Regions from separate parts of the Mus musculus genome. Here region 2 is linked to region 1. The links are chromatin contacts, called in public HiChIP or PLAC-seq maps. All regions are on one chromosome and are shown on one strand. Each heading gives the region's core, a stretch centred on a gene start, on an enhancer-like site or on the middle of the called end of the contact. The rest is flanking DNA. Distances are from core to core; before and after follow the strand shown.

Evidence for each region. HiChIP or PLAC-seq counts read pairs in DNA pulled down with a chosen protein or histone mark.
Region 2: an H3K4me3 HiChIP or PLAC-seq map of embryonic stem cells shows a contact between it and region 1, with 12 read pairs. The contact joins the promoter of Dlgap4 here to the promoter of Norad in region 1. A contact is called at or near these places in 4 of 39 promoter capture datasets (HPC-7-derived erythroid cells, embryonic stem cells, liver and 1 more) and 1 of 115 datasets of contacts at active chromatin or transcription factors (embryonic stem cells).

The regions. Positions count from the first base shown.
Region 1 is chr2:156,390,620-156,395,017 of GRCm38.p6, reverse strand. It overlaps Norad (non-coding RNA activated by DNA damage), which reads left to right and starts at 2,039. Exons shown (of 1, transcript NR_024329.1): 1 at 2,039-4,398. All of the region lies in intron 2 of Gm14170 (a long non-coding RNA gene), which reads left to right.
Region 2 is chr2:156,611,146-156,615,543 of GRCm38.p6, reverse strand. Dlgap4 (DLG associated protein 4) reads right to left here and starts at 1,847. Exons shown (of 13, transcript NM_146128.6): 1 at 1,686-1,847. Gm14169 (predicted gene 14169) reads left to right here and starts at 2,122. Exons shown (of 4, transcript NR_040372.1): 1 at 2,122-2,258; 2 at 2,348-2,599; 3 at 2,970-3,077; 4 at 4,317-4,398.

The DNA.
Region 1 (4,398 bases), core at 790-3,289:
CAATGCTAGAGACCTTTGCTTCAGTTTTCTAGCCCTCCAGTCATTCCCCTGTCTCAGGCCCTTGGTCATCTACCGTAGACAAGAGTCTGTGGTCTTCTTGCAGCTTCTCATCAGAAAGGCCTTTCTGACTGGGATCCTGTGTGTGTTTACATCAAGAGTCGTAAGCTTAGGCTAGAGGTGGCTCAGTGGCAGAGCAAATCCTAAGCATGCCCATGGCTGTGGGCTCCACCCTCAGCACAGTTGTCAGGGAGGGCTATACTTACTATAGAGCTCATCATTCTCAACATACACGTTTTTTTCTTTCCTTACTAAATAGAAAAGTTCATCTTTTTCACTGAAGGAAGCACTTCATAGCTTTTTTTGTGATGTCCAATTTGCTAAAACCACTATAGCATTGTACTTTGGAACCATAATTAAATAAAAAATGATTTTATGACATTTTATTCTGTCTTTTTTTAAAAATTTGTTTATTTTATGTATGAGTGCTCTATCTGCATGTACACCTGTATGCCAGAAGAGGGCATCAGATCCCATTTATAGATGGTTGTGAGCCACCCTGTGGTAGCTGGGGATTGAACTCAAGACCTTTGGAAGAACAGACAGTGCTCTTAACTGCTGAGCCATCTCTCCAGCCCACATGTGTGTTTGTGTTTTCGTGCGTGTGCGTATGTGAGTGTGCGTTTTAACAGAAGCTAAAGGGGCTTTGGATTCCTTATAGTTACAGGCATCTTGTGCTTCCTGATGTAGGTGCTGGGATCCAAACTCTAGTCCACTGATAGAGCAAGCACTAACTGCTGAGCCATCTCTCCAGGCCCAAGGATAGTGTTGCCATTGGCATGTTTTGTGGGGCAGAAGAGTGCTTATTACACAGCCTTGGCCAACCTGGAACTTGCTGTGTGGTTTGATCATAGTCAGTCGGATAACTGAGAGAGTGACTAACTGACCAGTGAGTGGAAGCAGTAAACAACAGCACACATTACATCCTGGAAGGATGGTATGGGGCATCATGGACTATGGGCAATGTAAAACGTACACAGTGACTATTTGGGAAATTATCCACTTAGTGTTTCTGGGAAGCAGTTCACCTCTGGGTAGCTGAAACGAAAAAGGGAACCCAGGGTCAGGAGAACTACTGTATACCATACGTCACCATCTGCTGTAAGGGCTCTCATCTCTGACCTTGTCCCTGATTCCGCTGACTTTCATGGCACATCTCAAAGCCCTTCAGTGGCTCTCATTTCTGTCTTGTATTCATTGACCAGATCCAACCCTCCTCTCTTCCCTGGCCTTAGCTCTTTGTGGAGCAGGTAAGGCCTATGTGGTCCATTTCATAGCCTGTTAACTGTTTGCTGTTCTCTTCTGTTAGGGAGGCTCTTTACACACACTCTGTGAGACTATGTTATCCCTTGCCTCCTTCAAGACTTTGTTCCAGGGGACTGGAGAGATGGCTCAGCTCAGCTGTCTATAATTCCAGTTCCAGGGCATCTAAAACTTTTACACAGACACAGATAGACAGAAACAGACAGGCAGGCAGACAGACAGACACACGCACACACACACACACCACCGTGGACAGAAACTGTGAGAGGGGTGATGTGGGGGGAGGGGTCCGATTTGCCTTCTTAGCCTCATGGAATAATAAATTCTATGGGGTTGTATTTGAGTAGATAAGAGGCAAGCAGTTCACTATCTTACTAGGTAATTAGTTTATAACACCACTTCTAGTGAGACTAGTGTAGTACTTCAGGCCCTTAGGCGTTTGCCTATAATTATTTTTATAATGTATCACAAATTGCTGGGACTGCTAGTGTGGGCTTTTTCTTTTTTTCTTTTTCACTTTTGGCCTTTTATTCTCCCCTTGGCCTTCTAGTCTCTACAAAAGATGTAAAGAGACTTAAAGAAAAAAAGACCCCCGCCCCCAACCCCAGGCTCCCCCCCCCCCCCCCCCCCCCCGCTCCCGGCCGGAACCTTGCAGTTGGGGAAACGTTAGCTCTCCGGTGGTGTTTTTGCGGGCTTCCGGTGCCGCTCCAGCCTGGGCGAGAAGAATTGCCAAGTCAGTTCCGGCAGAGAGCGCAGCGAGCTCGGGAGTGTGGCCTTCTTCGCCCCGGGCCCCTCACGGCCTCGGCCCGCGCCGGGTGAGCCCGAGGGGCCCGGGAGCAGCCTCGGTCCCTACTCTGCGGACGCCAGGAGCCCTCGCCCTCGAGGCAGCCACCGGCTAGGCCACGCGGCCATTCCGCAGCGACTCTTGCCCTGCCAACGATGCGCCTGCATGGCGGCGGCCTCCCCGACTCCACCGGCGCCCTCTCTCCAGGGCCGGGCCCACCGAGGAGTCCCAGCCAGGCCTTCGAGGACGCCTCGAAAGTGGCGGCGAGCGTGGCATGACGGGAAGAATGGCATCCACCTGAAGGCCAAGGCTGGGCCTTCGGGGCTTCTGCGGCCTAAGGCGGCGGGTCTGAGCAAGAACACTCTGCCATCGCCGGCTCGGGACGGGAGGCCCACCCGTGGCCGAGCACGCAGACCTGGATGAACCGAGGCCTCGATGGGCCTGGACGAAGGTGAGCGGGGCCCCGAATCACGGCGAGAGGAACGATCGATTCTTGGGCCGCGGGTCTTCCCTCCACCCGAGAGAAGCCGAGACGCGACAACCGCAGGCGGCCATTCGGAAACGCTGTCGCCGTAGAAGTCCTGTGTATATAATATGAAAAAGCTGCTCTCAACCTTTCCCCCGACCCTTTTTAGACTTCTGGCTAAATCTGGACGTCTAACTGTAGAGATTGCCGACGCAGGGTAAAGGAGAGGTAGGAGATGACGTGAATACCCAGTCGCCATAAAAAGAAGATCGTGGACACGTCTTCTGCAAGTGATTTTGAAATGGAATTGTTTAGGCCGCCTCTAGAAAGACCCAGGAGCGACACTCGTCCCTGTTTGTTCAGTACCTTAGAGGATCCAGCAGGAGGAAGAAGAGGCCCGGAGCCAGATTGGTCGTGTGAAGAAGACGTGTCTCTCTTTTTTATCCTATTGTATTGTGTATGCATTTTAGTCCTCATTTCTTACCCCCCACACCATGTTTGCGTGTGTGCCTGTGTGTGTGTATTTGAGTGTGTTTGAAAATGCCAGGTTTTGGGGGTAATGTCTTTCTAGCTGCTCTGAAGTGCCTGCCATATTTTATAAGTAGTAAACATGCTGTAAATACCTTTTTGTTAGGATTCATTTGAATTATTGTTTGGAGAAGAAAAGCCAAACCTCTCCTGAGTTGACCGCATTGTGTTTGTGCCCTGGTTCCCAGAAGGAAATCCAGAGCTCTAAGCTACTGTGGTCCGTGAGTGGAAAGGAACCACTATCTCCCACTATCCCATTTTGTTTGGCTTTTCTTTGTACATAGTGTATGTAAAGGACAAAGGGGTCCTAATTTACAACATCTAGTCACTCTAGATGTTAAAGAGGTTGCCAGTGTATGACAAAGTAGAGTTAGTAGAACAACACTTTTTTTTTTTTTTTTTTTTACATTTTGTGTTAAAGTTGTAATTACTCTTGTTACGTGTGCCATTTACTGACTGCTGTGTATATAGTGGACAACAGTCCTTACTTGAAACATCTGGTCTATCTAGATGTTTAGAAGTGCCCAACGTATGTTAAATGTAGAGGTAGTGAAATATCACTTTGTAAATATCTTTTTGCAAACACTCATGAGTCGTTGTCTTTGGGGAGTGGGGTGATGAGCCCTCTGAGCAGTACTGTCTTTACTTGCTCCGGGGTTTGGAGGAGGTGTTGGGAGGCAGTGACAACGGCCATGTAGTGTGTGTGTATATGGGACCTTTTCAGATGCCATTTTTATATTCTTGCATTTTGTTTTGCTGTGTGTATACTGTATATAATGGACAAATATGTCTAAATTTTCAACATCTAGACTCTAGATGTTAAAGAGGTTGCCAATGTATGACAAAGTAGTAAATTTAGCACATAGTGTACACCGTTAAAATTCATAGAAAATTTTGTTCTGTAAATGGCTTGGGGATAGGATTTGCTCAGCTGTATCTAAGCATTACACATACCTATATTTGTCTATTGGTTTGAAGGGAGAAGAAAGTGGGTCGAAGCCCAAATGGTTATGTTTAGAAGATACCTCAGATAATAACCATTGCTTTGCATACAGTTTTATTTACCAGTGCCATGTCAATAGCAGATAAGTTCTTACATGAAACATCTAGTCTTTTAGATATCTGAAAGTGCTTGATACATTTAAAGGTACAGGTAATAGAATAATATTTTGTGTATATAGTTTTTTTAAACTGGAGAAATGCTGTGTGTAGAAGTAGAATTGTTAGCCCGCCTCTGAGAACAGTGTACCGGCTGTGCTTGTTCAGTGGATCAAGGAGGTGGGAGGGAAGGAACTGCAAA
Region 2 (4,398 bases), core at 598-3,097, 220 kb before region 1:
GTTCCACCCTCAGCCCCTGAGTGCTGCGCAGCCTTCCTTCAAAACAGCAAGTTCGGCTGCCAAGCAGCCGTGCGCCGGCCCGGGGCACAGCCCTCAAACCTGCAGCTCATCTCTGGCTGACACCAGCAGGATAGTCCTGGGTACCGGGTTCTGTAAGTCAGTCATCAGGCCCTGCCTACCCCACACTTTCTCTTGACTCGGGGCCCTGCCCACCTACCTCTCCAGTGCCCAGCCTAGCTCCACCTGGCCTAAATGGACGAGGGCTTCGCGGACACCACTCACAGGCACACCGGGCATTGCCCAGCTTCCGGAGAACCCACACACTCTATCCCACCCCAACCCCAATACAGACACAGGCACACACGCCTGCCCCACGTGCACAGACAGCATCGTCAGAAGCTACTGGGAACATACTCGGAGCTTGTTGAGCAGTCGCTGAAGCCCAGCTGAGGGGGAGGATGGCCCCCCAACCCGAGCCTCGGCTATCAGCCCGGAAGCCAGCTCTGCGGCCCCACCCAGTCCCGCTGTCCTTAACAGTCTGGCTCAGGCCCCTCGGACCACCCTTGGCCCAGGCAGCCCACAGTTTTCTATACCAGAGGAAGGGGAGAGAGGTAGCCACCTGAGGGAAGAATTCCACAGACTCCTCCAACAGGCATTCTGACATGGTCCTGTCTGGTGAAGCCACAGAGGCAGAGGGACCGGACCCTCCCCCACCGCACAGGAGGTGCCAAGAGTAGAGGCGGGGCAGTCCAGCCTCCTTAGGGCTGGGGACTGCAGCCCCCTCCCCCTCTGCATTTTCTACTTCCAAGCAGGTGGAGGTGCTGGGACATTCCCCCCCCCCCCATCAGCACAGTCCTCCAAGCGTAAGGTTCCCCATCCTTTGGGTATCTCCGCCACAACTGGCCTTCACCCACCCACCTACCCACCACCCTTCCCCCATTTCATTTTCCCCCACAACATCAACAGTCGGTGACAGCCCTTTCCGCAACACAGGCAGCATAGAAGAACGCGAGAAAGGAGATGGATGAAGGGCTGGATGGGGAATCCGACAAGGCAAGCTCTGCCCAAGGAGGCCCAGGGACCATCACTTGCCCAGGTAGCACATGTCCCCTCCCAGCAGGCCCTGCACATCTGGACCCAGCTGGCCTCCGCAGCCACCTGGTCTATCCTCCACCCGCTCTGTACGCGAACCCCCGTTCCCGCGGGGCGCCGCACGTGGGGGCCTCCCGTGGCCATGTGAGCGGCCCCCCCACAGCCCAGGTGCCAGGGTCGCTCGGCCCCTCCCGGGCAGACGAGCGCTCCGGGGGCGATGCGGCGCGGGGTCGCCCGCCCCCTCCCCGGATGCCCGGTCCCGGGGAGATCCCGGGAAGGGAGTACGAGCGTGCGGCAGGCTGAAGGCAAGGAAGCCCCGGCCGCCCGGACACGCGGCTGGGAGGGGGCTGCCGCTGCCAGCCGCCTGCGGATGGAGGGCCGGGAACCGCTCCTGCGCCCCGGCCAGGGAAGGGCCGACAGCATCGGAGGGGCCGGCCCGCGTCGGTCCCCAGGCCCGGGCGCCACTGCCCGTCAGAGGATCCGGGAGACCCCGTCGCTGAGCGCATCTGTCCCGGGGTCTGCCCGCGGCTGGGGGCTGCCCCCGATCTAGCCTCGGAGGAGGGTCTTGACGCGTGCCACCCCCGCGCGCTCACCTGCGCCCTGCGCTCGACCGCCTCGGTCCACTCGGCCTCTGCGCTGCGCCCGCTCCGCTCGCTCGCTCGTTCCGCTCGCTCTAAGCTTCGCTCGCCTAGGCCCCGGCCCCGGCCCCGGCCCGCGGGCGCCCCATGCCTCTCCTCCGGCCGGCGCGGCGCCCCAGATGCGGCTGCGGGAGGAGGAGCCGCGCGGCCCCGGCTCCCCGAGAGCGGCGGGGAGGGGGCGGGGGGCGGGGAGACGCGCGCGGGGGAGGGGGCCGCGCGGCTGCGCCCAAAACCAGGCGCGGATCAGGCCGGGGGCCCGGGGCTGCGGGGGACCGCGGGGGCCGCTCGGGGCCCGGCGCGCCACCCCCGCCGCCCGCCCGGGGAAGGGAAGGGGAGGGGAGGGGCACCGCGGCTGCGGACGCTGGGTGTGTAGCGGAAAGAGCGCTTGGGAATCTGCGACCGATCGTCCAGAGAGGGCAGACTACCGGAGCGAGGTTACACAGCGCTGGCCGCGGTGGCGCGCGAACTTGGAAACCTGGGTTATTGAGTGGGTCGGCAGGAAGGTGTTTTGGCTGCGTTCACTGTGGGGTAGGAAAACTGAGGCACGGGAAAGATGCGGCTGGTCTGGGTCTCGCTGCGGGAGTCAGGCTTCTTCTCACCCCTCTTTCTCCCGTTAGGGTTCTTGCCTCTAGGATCGGGTGCCCCCTCCCGGTGACCCGCTTCCTGGAGAACCCTTGTTTTGGGCAGCAGTACCTGGCTGGCTAACGCATCTCTGGAATTCGTGGCCGGGCACCTGTCCTCCCTCTCACGGGGGCTCTGTGATCACGGACCATAGTCCGTGCTTCTCCCTGAGCTCGTTTTTCTACCCGCACAATCGGGACCACATAAGCATCTACCTCCTTAAGAAACCGAAGAGATAAAGAATAGAGGTAAGCTCTTCGTACTGGATCATGGCATTCAATAGGTGTCAAATGGATGTGCCTCCTCCCCTGGCTCCCACACAGCTGTCCCTGGAGAATACTAGGTATGCAACTGAGGCTCCTCCAGGCCTCTTTCTTCTCTTCCACTGCCTGCCCACCCTCCTCACATCTCTACCCCACTATTCTAGTCCTAGCCTCTCCTCTTGCCTGAGCCTGCAATGCCCTCCCACCATCTCTCAGTGACAAACTCCTACTCATCCCTCAAGACCCAGAGCAATTTCATGTACCAGCTTCTCACACTACTGGCCCACCCATGCCTCCCTTCAAAAAAAAAAAAAAAAAAAAAAAAAAAAAACAACCAACCTTCCCTTTCTCCCAGGGTTTGTGCTGTTTGGACTCCCACCAACTACAGCTACTGGCCCAGAGGAGATCTGCCATGACCCATGCTGCAGGAATTGGCTTCCTGGCTAAGATAGGCAGAGGAAAGGTCAGTTTGGAGTCCTAGAGGAGGGTGAAGGGCAGGAGAGGAGGGACTGTAGGTTCAGGCAGCTGTCACTGGAGAGGAACAAGGTCCCTTCCCTTGGGTAGCTAAGAAGACCTCTATGGATTCGGAAGCCTCTGGCAGGGCTGAACAGTGGCCTTGCACTGTGTAGCTGGCTAAAATGAGCAGGTGTCGACCGGCCTCAGAAAAGGGTTTCAGGGCCTTGTTCACCGAGGCTTTACAGCAGCACTGACTATAAGTGAAAAGCTGATCACAGTCTAAACAGCCGTTTGTCTGGAGCCGGGTAAAACAGTGACCACAGAAGGCTGTCCCCATGCCACAAGCCTCAAACATCTGTTAGGACGGGTCACAGAGCCACACTTGGCTTGTGAGGACTCAGAGATGGATTTCATGACTTGTGAGCTTCACCTGAATTCAATATGATCTTTAAAATAATAATAACATTAACAATAATAATAATAATAATATGTAATTGGATTTTTAAAAAAGCAAGTTGCAGCTGGAAGAATCGGACACATAGTTGGAAAACAGACAACATAAGGCTATGCATTATTTGGGGACACTGGCATATGTAATATAAGAATACACACAGGAGTGATGAATAGCAGATTTTGACAAGTAGTGGCCCCGAGGACAGGTGATGGGAGTGTGGTAGAGGCTTCAGTGTCCCTGAAACAGTGTGCAGTCTCAAGTGCCTGTTGTGCTGTTATCTAGACATTTGTAAACCAGATACATTTATATTGTGATAATACTTCTTGTTACAAGTCAGGCAGTGTCTAGGAAGGGAACAGGGAGTGGATGCGATACTGGTTCTTGAGCAGGGTTGTGGCGTGGACAGTGACTGGGAGAGACAGGAAAGGCCAGAGAGGCTGCTGGGGCTGTGCAGGGAAGAGGTGGGAAGGGGAAGACTGGAAAGAGGAGAGAGACTGAGAGAAAGAAACCACAGGCATGCTTGCAGAGGTAGGGGTCACAAGCCCACATGGCCACAGACAGGGCCTGCACAGGGCGTGAGTTCGAGTTACAGGGGTCTGCTACCCTCTGCACCAGCAAACTGTCACCCTAAAAAAGATGTCCCTATGAGGCCATGTCTTCTGGTTTTGCTGAGAGAAGCTAGCAATTCGGACATTTTAATTCATCTTTAGTTAATATACAAAATAATGGGCTCATGATGACATTAAACATTATCTCTCTGTACCTCCCCTCCTCCACCCCTCCCCTTGCCAGCCTCCTACTTCCTCTCCTTTCTGCTTTCATGTCACATACATATAATGTGCATATATTTAAATGTAGATTCTGCGTATTTGAG